3 separate regions of the Mus musculus genome follow, and all the other regions are linked to region 2. The links are chromatin contacts, called in public promoter capture Hi-C maps. All regions are on one chromosome and are shown on one strand. Each heading gives the region's core, a stretch centred on a gene start, on an enhancer-like site or on the middle of the called end of the contact. The rest is flanking DNA. Distances are from core to core; before and after follow the strand shown.

Region 1 (3,579 bases), core at 603-3,102, 2.2 Mb after region 2:
GGCACTCTGACACATGCCTATTATAATCCCAGCATTCAGGAGGCTAAGGCAAGAGGACATGTTTGAGGCCAGCCGGGACTACATACTGAGATCTTGTCTCAAGATTAACAAAACCCAAAAGGTAGAGGCTCTTTCTTGGATGGACAAGCTGTGATGGAGGTTCTTTAGGAAATAGTCCTGCCGTACGCATGTTTCTTGAGGCGGCTACATGAATGAGTACATAGTGCAAAAAAAATCAAAGGTCTACAGAGACTTTCCTGGAATCTTCTCGTGTCTACCAGACAAAGCCGTTGGAGAATTGTACTTGTATACTCAGGTCACGGGCCCGTGCTTATTTGCTTGGAGAACCAGGAGGGTAAACTCCTGAATCCAGCATAGCTCTCCTGCGAGCTGTTTCCTTGGCCACGCTGTGGTTTAACCGCCTTAGTCGTTCCTGTAAGACAGGAAGATGGGGAATCTAATGACTGCTGTAAAAGGTTTTAACTGAGTCCCCTCTGCCCCTGTCCCCAGACTGTTTTTTCTCTGTGTAGCCCTGGAACTTGCTCTGTAGACCAGGATGGCCTCAAACTCAGAAATTTGCCTGCTTATATGTCCAGCTGGCTTTGGCTCTTTTCAAGCCAGCCCTTTACGTTAAAATGGACTTGTAAATGACAGCCACTAGAAGTTAAGAATTAGAAGTTAAGAATTGGCACTTGTCTAGTTTGAGGCCTAGTAATGGGGTGAGGGGAATATGGGCCTTTATTATCAGATTAGTTAACACCACTCTTTTCCCCCATAGTTGCTTCACAGTGTTGAAGACATAAAGCAGGATAAACAAGAAGAAATTTTTTTGAAAGAGGGTCATGCTATGTAGCCCTAGCTGATTTGATAGTCCAGGCTCTGCTCAAAGTTCAAGCCATCCTTCTTGCCTTAGCCTACCAAATGCTGAAACTACAGCATGTACCACCATGCACTGCTGGGATTATTATTATTATTACTATTTTATTATTTTACCTGTGCATTCTGTAAAATATTGTTGACCAAGACAACTCGTCGCCTGGCATTAAGCAGCTTCTTAACATAGGGGTCCAGATCCAGGGCCACTTTCTGATCCTCATTGATCCGGCACAGTTCTGGGAAGAGGAAATGGGCAACCAACATCTAATGGCTCATTTTTTGTTCTTAGGGAATGGAAGAGAGGAATGGGATGAAAAATACTCTTGCAGTCTTGTGTGGGCCACAGACACCTTCCCTTCTTCCATTCTGTCCTAAAATATCCCCAGAAATTGGAGTCCTTGGGTAGTTCTGATATTGAGAAGCAAGTGACAGAAACTTAGCCTAAAACCTGGGGAAACAAAGTTCCCGAAAGTGAGATCAGGGATTCTAGGTATCCTGGCTGCTCACTCACCTGTAGCTAGGTTGTCAATTTGTTCCCGGAGCTCTACTTGGCTTTCTCTGCAAAGTGGTACAAAAGTCTACAACGGTCAGTGACTGGGACGCGGGAAACGAATTCTACTTATTCCCCAAATACTGAGACAAGCCAACCTCAACTTCAAGGCCTCACCCAGGCCCTTCCGCCTATTTACCCAGTCTCAACATCAGTGTCTCAAGAATGTATCTAGTATTTCTTCGGGGCCCCGCCCCTACAAAGCCAGTTCCCTAGGCCCCGCCCCCAGCAACCCGGTCCTGCACCTGACCGCGTGCACGTGAGAGTCGAGCTGCTGCACCGCGGGTCGCAGGAACTCCAGGAGCCCCTCGGCAAAGAGGTCGCGGCCTGTGGGCCCCGCCACTGGGGTCCCGGCCCCTGACACAGCAGCGGAACCAGCCGCGGCCATCGCGAACTGCCCTGACGCCCTCAGCCTGCCGCGAGGGTCGCCGGGAACTCCAGACCGCCGCTGTGCACCGCGAGAGGGCGCTTAGATATACAGCCCAGACGGCAGTGGGATAGCTGGGAAATGGAGTCCTCAGTGAGCCCCGGCAAGCGGGCCGGGACCAGAGCCTCTTCTTCCATGGGCCTGTAGGGGGCGGATCTAGACTTCTGGAGATAGATTGCCCTGTAACTATGTAAACCAGGCTGATCTTTTCTTTCTTTCTTTCTTTCTTTCTTTCTTTCTTTCTTTCTTTCTTTCTTTCTTTCTTTCTTTCTTTCTTTCTTTCTTTCTTTCTTTCTTTTCTTTCTTCCTTCCTTCCTTCCTTCCTTCCTTTCTTTCTTTCCTTTCTCTCTCTCTTTCCTCCTCCTCCTCCTCTTCTACTTCTTCTTCCTCTTCTTCCTCTTCCTTCTTTCCTTTTTAAAAAAGATTTATCATATGTAAGTACATTGTAGCTGTCTTCAGACTCGCCAGAAGAGGGCATCAGATCTCATTACAGCTGGTTGTGAGCCACCATGTGGTTGTTGGGATTTGAAGGTTGCTGTGTTTTGAACTCAGGAGCAGTTAGTACTCCTAACCGCTGAGCCATCTAAGTGCTATTGTCCATAGCCTTCTCCATGGGAATTGATGAGAAAGCCATGTAATATTCATGTTAAGGGTTCTTTCTTTTCTCTCTCTTCCTCTCTCCCACTCCCTCTTTTTTTTTTTTTTTTTTTTTTTTTGCCCTCTCCCCATCTATCTCCCTCTCCCTCTTTCTTGCAGACAGGATTTCTTTGTGTGGCCCTGGCTGTCCTGGAACTCACTCTGGCTGCCCTTGAACTCCAGTGCTGGGATTAAAGGTGTATCCCACCACTGCCCTCGAGTTTTATTTCTAAAGATTTGCTATTTTTGTTAGAGAAAGTCCTGCCGTGTTACCAAGGCTAGCCTTGAGCTCACAAGCTCTGTTTTTTTTTTTCCATTTTTTATTAGGTATTTAGCTCATTTACATTTCCAATGCTATACCAAAAGTCCCCCATAGCCACCCACCCCCACTCCCCTACCCACCCACTCCCCCTTTTTGGCCCTGGCGTTCCCCTGTACTGGGGCATATAAAGTTTGTTTGTCCAATGGGCCTCTCTTTCCAGTGATGGCCGACTAGGCCATCTTTTGATACATATGCAGCTAGAGTCAAGAGCTCCGGGGTACTGGTTAGTTCATAATGTTGTTCCACCTATAGGGTTGCAGATCCCTTTAGCTCCTTGGCTACTTTCTCTAGCTCCTCCATTGGGAGCCCTGTGATCTATCCATTAGCTGACTGTGAGCATCCACTTCTGTGTTTGCTAGGCCCCGGCATAGTCTCACAAGAGACAGCTACATCTGGGTCCTTTCGATAAAATCTTGCTAGTGTATGCAATGGTGTCAGCGTTTGGATGCTGATTATGGGGTGGATCCCTGGATATGGCAGTCTCTACATGGTCCAACCTTTCATCTCAGCTCCAAACTTTGTCTCTGTAACTCCTTCCATGGGTGTTTTGTTCCCAATTCTAAGGAGGGGCATAGTGTACAAGCTCTGTTTTAAGTCTTTCAAGTGCTGGAGTTACAGGTCTGTGCCACCATGACAGGATTTAAAGTTAAGGGTTTTTTGTTTTGCTGAAATTTTTGAGGGGGGCTTGAAACCAGGGCCTTGTGATTGCTAGACAAATGTTCTGCTGAGCTATAGTCCTACTGTACCTTCCCTCTACCCCCACCTCAC
Region 2 (3,597 bases), core at 468-2,967:
AAAAGAAAAAGAACAAAAACTGGCCTAGGTGGAGTCATGCCTGTAATCCCAGCACTCTGGAGGCAGCAGCAGGCAGATCTCTGAAAGGACAGCCTGGTCTACAGAACAAGTTCCGAATAGTCAGGGCTGGGCTATGCAGAGACCCTTGTCTCTAGGTTAGAACCTAGTGTCTAGGTTGCGTGTATAAGCTCTGTCAAAGCACTTGCTTAACATTATCATGTAAGTAATCCTGATTCTTTTTTTTTAACAAGGTCTTCTATGTAGCCCTGGTTAGCTAGGATTAAAGGCTTGTGCCAGAACACCTGGTTCAAATTTGTACTGTGCATTAGTCTAACAGATTTAAGTTGGAGATGGAGAAAATGCTCAGTAATGAAGAGCACTGACTTCTTCCAGAGGACCCAAGGTTTGATTCCCATCATCTCCATGGTAGCTCACAGCCATCTGTAACTCCAGCCTCAGAGGATCTGACATCCTCTTCTGGTCTCTGAGGACACCAGACACAGACAGACATACAGGCAAAATACTTTACATGTTAAGATTTTAGGAAAAACAGGCTGGTTGTGGTGCTCATGCCTTTAATTCCAGCAGAGGAGGTAGAGGCAGGCAGGTGGATCTTTAATAGTTCAAGGCCGGCCTGGTATGTATAAAGAGTTCCTGGACAGCCAGTCCCTGCCTACTTGGTAATCTAATAAATGAAATGCATTTACCTGCTGAACATCTCATGCCCCAGACCTTGAATTTCTGGTCTTCCTCTTCTCACCTCTTGGCTGGAATTAGGGTGTCTTGGTCCCCTTGTAGAAACAAGCCTCCATTCCTGTTTGGTTCTGTTTTCTGAGACTACCATACCTAAGGATTCTTTTATTATTCTTTTACTTTTTTTGTTTGTGTTTTTGTCTTTGTTTTTTCAAGACAGGGTTTCTCTGTGTAACCCTGGTGTCCTAGCACTCACTTTTCTCAAACTCAGAAATCCGCCTGCCTCTGCCTCCCAAGTGCTGTGATCAAAGGTGTGCGCCACCACCGCCCGGCATTCTTTTACATTTTACTGCACTTGTTTTATGTGAGCAATGCACAGAATGCATGTGTAAATCAGGTTACAGCTTCTGGCAATTATTTTTCTCCTTCTACCGCGTTGGTCCTGAATATATATCCAACTCATGTTCAGTTTAGAGCAAATGCTGAGGCATCTTGCTGACCCCCAAGGGTTCTTTTATATCCAATTCCTCTCTATATCTTTCCTTTTTTGTTTTGAAGATTTTTTTTTATTATTATATCTAAGTACACTGTAGCTGTCTTTAGCTGCACCAGAAGAGGACGTCAGGTCTCATTACGGATGGTTGTGAGCCACCATGTGGTTGGTGGGATTTGAACTCAGGACCTTCGGAAAAGCAGTCAGTGCTCTTAACCACTGAGCCATCTCTCCAGCCCTCTCTATATCTTTCTAGCACAGAGCAGTAACATACAAATTACTCTGTTAAATTGTGTGGAAATTTTAATCTGGGTTTATTCACCAGAGGTGATGTAGGTGGGGCCGGTAGGGTGTCTGCAGTAAGGTAGGAGTATGTTTGCACAGCTAGTCTAGGATGCCTAGGCCAACCTGTTGATGATAAAATACCTGTTCACCTTGAGCTTTCGGGAGGCTATTCCAACTTAAACAGATCTGGGTTAATAGAAGCGGCCCCTTTAAGAACTTTGTTGGCCCGCCCTCAAAAGGGATCAGCAGGAAAGGAGTCATGTGACTCTGAGGCTCTTCCGCTGAGTTTAACTAGCTGTGGCTGTATGTTTCGCTGTTGGGGACCTCACTGGGGCTGGGTCCCCTGTGCCCCTACCCCATGGCTCCTTTTGAGTCTACTTGTGTGTTCAGCTCCATTTGGCCTGCAGGGAGAAGAGACTCGCCAGGTAAGGGCTCTGGAACTGAAGTTATAGATGTTTCCGGAAATCCTACCTTTCTAGGATGACCGGAATCTGGGACAACAGAGGGGTGGAAGGTGGATGCAAGAGAGATAACAACCCAGAGAGCTCAGTGTGGAGTCACGAGTGATTGGAAGAATTGTGGAGGGGTCAGGCATGACTGCGTCCTGCTTTCTGACGATGTCTGAGCCATGGCTCAGCCATTGTAGCCCAGGAACAGGCAAGTTTGGGGACTTAAAAGCCTTGTTAGCTCTGAGCCCTCTGAGTAATCCTGGATCCACCCTATGTTCTCAACCCTACATCTGCCCCTGATTCCAAGTTCCCCTCAGTTTCTACATTTCCCTCTTGCCTGGTCCTCAAGAGCCCTTGCATTGCCCAGGTCCTGTCCTCCACCTACAAGCTGCAGCTTTGCCTGTGAGCATACCTGATCTTGCTCCTTCCGCCCCACTACCCCGTGTTCCAGGTATCTATGGAGGTTATTTCCGGCTGGCCAAATCCACAGAACCTGCTTCATATTCGGGCAGTGGGCAGCAACTCCACCCTGCACTATGTGTGGAGCAGCCTGGGGCCTCCAGCTGTGGTGCTGGTGGCCACTAACACCACTCAGAGTGTCCTGAGTGTCAACTGGAGTCTCCTGCTGTCTCCCGATCCTGCTGGGGCCCTGATGGTGCTCCCCAAGAGCAGCATACAGTTTTCTTCTGCTCTCGTCTTCACCAGGGTGAGGGTCTGAAGGAGCCCAGAGAGAAGATCACAAGAAGAGAGTCCATCCTACCCCCAGGGCGAGGGACGGGTTTAGCCCAGGGTGGGTGAAGTGAATGCAGTTTTGGGTGGGGTGACTGGGAGGGATATTCAAGAGAAAGCCAGAGGGAGGCAAGCCTCTTCCACTCTACCCTGTCCCCAGCTGCTTGAGTTTGACAGCACCAATGCGTCCGAGGGGGCACAGCCTCCAGGAAAGCCATACCCTCCGTACTCCTTGGCCAAGTTCTCCTGGAACAATATCACCAACTCATTGGATCTTGCCAACCTGAGTGCCGATTTTCAAGGCCGCCCTGTAGATGATCCTACTGGAGCATTCGCCAATGGCAGCCTGACCTTCAAGGTGAGGCTATGGGGAAGGAACTGGAAATGACTGATGAGGGTGGGAGTATCTGTCCCTCAAGCTCCATTCTCCCCACATGGCTTCCTTCTCCTTCCAAGGTCCAAGCCTTTTCTAGATCTGGTCGACCTGCTCAGCCCCCTCGCCTCCTGCACACAGCAGATGTCTGCCAGTTAGAAGTGGCCCTGGTTGGAGCTTCTCCTCGTGGAAACCATTCCCTATTTGGTCTAGAGGTAGCCACCTTGGGACAGGGCCCTGACTGCCCCTCAGTGAACGAACGGAACTCCATCGATGATGAATATGCACCTGCCGTCTTCCAGGTCAGGTCACCAGTGCGAGATAGATGGGTGGGAATGTAAAGTGGGATCCCGCTAGCAGCCCAGAAAACCCACCAACCACTTATTGTTAAAAAAGACTGTGTGTTTGGGTTTTTGAAGGATTTCTTTTCATTTTATGTGCATGTATGTCTGTGAAGGTGCCAAATCCCCCGGAACTAGAGCTACAGTCAGTTGTGAGCCACCGTGAGGGTGCTGGGAATTGAACCCAGGTCCTCTGGAAGTACAGCCAGTGCTCTTAACTGCTAAGCCATCTCT
Region 3 (3,504 bases), core at 660-3,159, 2.2 Mb after region 2:
CGGCGCTGACTGTGCAGCCATCTTCAAATCCCGAGAATCTACAAAGGACAATATGCATGAGTCAATCAAAATAATGAAGCTTGCATTTTCACAAGAAGCAAGGCATAAATCTGTTAAAGGCCTATATTTTTAACTCTGAAGATGGTATCATGAGATCTTAAGTTTGCCAGGTGGTGGTGGTGGTGCACTTTTAGTCACAGCATTCCTGAAGCAGAGGTAGGTGGCTCCCTTTGAGTTCGAGGCTAGCCAGGTCTACATAGCAAGTTCCAGGACAGCCACGGCTACCTAAGAGAAACCCTGTGAGGTGGGGGCTTACGTCCATACAATAGTTATAAAAATTTCAAAGCTCCAGGATGGAGAACATCTGCCAAAGTCTCCAAAATAGCAGAATGAGATGTAGCCAAAGCCTAGGAGTTTGGCTTTCAATAGTTCTTCTCAGCCTGGACTGTATGTGACTTAGCTGAGGAATGTTTGAAAAAAAAAAAAAAAAGAAAAAGTCCCTCCCAAACTAAACTAAATTCTTGATGCCTGGATCCAGACCAATTAAAGTACAATCTGGCCATGAGGATGGGGTACAGCAACTGGGATTGGGGGTGCTACCCAGGTACATCTTACATGTCTATAGAAAGTTGAGGGTCATGGATCTAGAGAAATGGAGGAGCTGGGAATATAGCTCCTCAGTAGAGTGCTTGTTTAGCACTGATGAAGCCCTGGGAAGTTCAATTCCCAGCAGCAACAGGGGAGTGGTGTAACAGTCTGAGGCTGTAACGGGTTACATTGTCACACTGTGAGGACCGGACTCTCATACACCCAAAATAAAAAGAAAAGCCTAGTTTCAAAATCGATTCTCAACTCCAAATGCAGGTGGAGCTCTAGTTAGACATGGCAGGGGAAAGACAGAAGAGGTTTTCTAAATGGGTATTCAATCTGAGAGCTCTGTTAAGAGCACACCACAATATTTTAACTGTAGTGGCATATACTGGGGAGGGGCTGAGGCAAGGGGGTCACAAGCTCAAGGCGAGCCCGGGTGATTTGACAGACCCTGTTTCAAACTAAGATTATTATTATTTTTAAAGCTGGAGATGTTAACTCGGGGCGCTAGTTTAGCCAAAGTACGATTTTGGGTTCAACTTCGGTGCCGCAAAAAAAAAAAAAAAAAAAAAAAAAAGAATCAAAATCGAACACCCAGAGCCGCCGCTAATTCCTGTACTCCTCATTTGACCTCCACCTCGAAGCCTCTCAGGACTCCAACTTTGATCAGGCGACTATTTCCGTGGTTATCCCCATCAAACGCTATTCTGGGGCGAGGCTTTGGCTCCGATGGAGGACGCTTATCTAGGTAAGCAAGACACTGGATTTGAGGCCAAACCACTACGACCAGCACCACCAGCACCAGCACCTGCACCAGACACGCCAACCACAAGCAGCACCCGCACGGCTAGCGGCCCAGCTCGCTGGCCGCGGTTCCGGCTTAGCCTCCGCCTCCCGGCTCCGCCCCCTCCCCGGCCTCTGCGCACCTCAGCCCGGTCCACACCTGCCACCCACGCCACCGGGCCCCGGACCCCGCGCCCCTCCACCTCTGCCCTCTCCACAGAAACTCACCGAAGGAGATGGACGCCAGCGCTCCTCCCGGGGTTGCCACCACGGCTGCGGCGGGCGGCCCGGAGGCCGGCCTAACCTGAGCTGACGGCGGGCCGCTCGGGTTAACTAGCTGGGCGGTTGGCTTAGATGCTTAAACGGTAGGATGTGAGGCTTCCTCGTTGTGGGTTGAGTATCTAGCTGACCGATCCTCCCGCTCGTCAAGCCTGCCCTTTCCTGCCTTTCGTCTGGGCCCCCAGAGCCGGCGCCGCCAACTCCCGCTTGGTGTCCAAAACAAAATGGCCGCCGGGCCCACCAGTGCAGCGTGACCGGCTAAAATGGCGCCGACGGGCTTGCGTCAGTGCGCGCGCAACTAGGGGCGTGGCAACATGGTCCTTTGGCCTAGCGCAAGAATCGCAGCGAATCCCCACTGACTTTGGCAAAGATCCCTTAAGTTACGTGTAGTGCTCCGCCTTCGGGGGCGTGGCCAGTGGCCGTAATCGCTAAGTACCTCTAGACTACCTTCTGGACAAGTTTATGCCCCACTTTGGTGGGATTTTTGGCTTGCAAATAGCAGCTTAGATTGGCAACAGTGTTTGTATCCTTTTATTTCCCATTCCCAAGCTAAAGACAACTGTAAAAAGTCTTTATTAGGACCTTGAGACCTGGCTAATTTGCTCAGGCCCTCAAACCTATTTGTAGAGTTTCTGTTTCTTTTTGAGGCAGGCTTCCTTTGTGTAGACCAGACTGGCTTCGAACTCACAAAGATCCACCTCCTGACCCCCCCTAACCCCGCCCCTCCCAGTACTGGGATTTAAGACCCACACTGGACTCATCTACATCCTTTTATAGGGACTGCCTCTAGAAGATGTGGCTAGTTTTAGGGTGGGTCTTTTTACCTCAAGTAATCCAATAAAGCAAATCTGTATCCCCACTTATGTATCCCTAGTTCTTACATAATGTCTAGCAATGATGAGGCATCAATAAACACTGAATGAAGCTTGGGAAAAAGTTCTTCTAGTAGTTTTTTGGTTTTGTTTTCTGGTTTTGTTTTTTTGTTGTTGTTTTTTTTTTTTTTTTTTTTTCCGAGACAGGGTTTCTCTGTGTAGCCTTGGATGTCCTGGAACTCACTCTGTTGACCAGGCTGGCCTTGAACTCAGAAATCTGCCTGCCTCTGCCTCCCGAGTGCTGGGATTAAAGGCGTGTGTCACCACTGCCTCTGGTAGTTTTTTTGAGACAGAGTCTCTATAATGTAGTTCTGGCTGTTCTAGAATTCTCTATACAGACCAGGCTGGGCTTGGACTCACAGAGATCCTCCTGCCTTTTACGTCCCAGGTGCTGAGCTGGTGTTAACTATGGTACGTGCCACCATTTCTAGCTTTCTTCAGATTTTTTAAAAAAGATTTATTTATTTATTATATGTAAGTACACTGTAGATGTCTTCAGACACACTAGAAGAGGGCACCAGATCTCGTTACGGATGGTTGTGAGCCACCATGTGGTTGCTGGGATTTGAACTCCGGACCTTTGGAAGAGCAGTCAGGTACTCTTACCCACTCAGCCATCTCACCAGCCCCACATTTTTTGATGGCTTGTTTATTTCTGTTTCTGGCTATGTAGTATGGGCTGGCTTGGAACTCAAAATCTTCCTGCCTCATCCTTCAAGTCCTGGTATTACCAATTACTCATACAAATCCTTGAGAAGCCAATGACACTTGGATTCCAGCTAAAATTTTCGGACCCCTACATTTCTGGGTTTTGAGTGTTCCTTAAATAAGGAACTAATGTAAACTTGACAAGATAAGGTGTTGGGAGTGAGCACCCCTTACTTCACACATAGCCATGCCCAGAGGGTACAGACATTGATAGCTGGTGAGAGAGAAGGCTTTATTAAAACAAGTGGCAGATCTGGACTGCCACTCTTGT

The links. Promoter capture Hi-C pulls out the DNA fragments that hold promoters and counts their contacts.
Region 1: a promoter capture Hi-C map of liver shows a contact between it and region 2, with 2.5 times the contacts expected there. The contact joins the promoter of Snapin here to the promoter of Glmp in region 2. A contact is called at or near these places in 4 of 39 promoter capture datasets (erythroid cells, liver and pre-B cells) and 1 of 9 other capture datasets (liver).
Region 3: a contact with region 2 is called in a promoter capture Hi-C map of neutrophils, with 4 times the contacts expected there. The contact joins the promoter of Chtop here to the promoter of Glmp in region 2. A contact is called at or near these places in 2 of 39 promoter capture datasets (neutrophils and pre-B cells) and 1 of 9 other capture datasets (liver).

Annotation. Positions count from the first base shown.
Region 1 is chr3:90,489,161-90,492,739 of GRCm38.p6, forward strand. It overlaps Snapin (SNAP-associated protein), which reads right to left and starts at 1,853. Exons shown (of 4, transcript NM_133854.3): 1 at 1,672-1,853; 2 at 1,388-1,434; 3 at 994-1,112; 4 at 1-433. The coding sequence starts at 1,814. The coding sequence ends at 332.
Region 2 is chr3:88,323,306-88,326,902 of GRCm38.p6, forward strand. Glmp (glycosylated lysosomal membrane protein) reads left to right here and starts at 1,718. Exons shown (of 6, transcript NM_020003.1): 1 at 1,718-1,896; 2 at 2,372-2,626; 3 at 2,810-3,007; 4 at 3,106-3,324. The coding sequence starts at 1,777.
Region 3 is chr3:90,507,589-90,511,092 of GRCm38.p6, forward strand. It overlaps Chtop (chromatin target of PRMT1), which reads right to left and starts at 1,910. Exons shown (of 6, transcript NM_001293776.1): 1 at 1,603-1,910; 2 at 1-38. The coding sequence starts at 21. It overlaps S100a1 (S100 calcium binding protein A1), which reads right to left. Exons shown (of 3, transcript NM_011309.3): 3 at 3,446-3,504.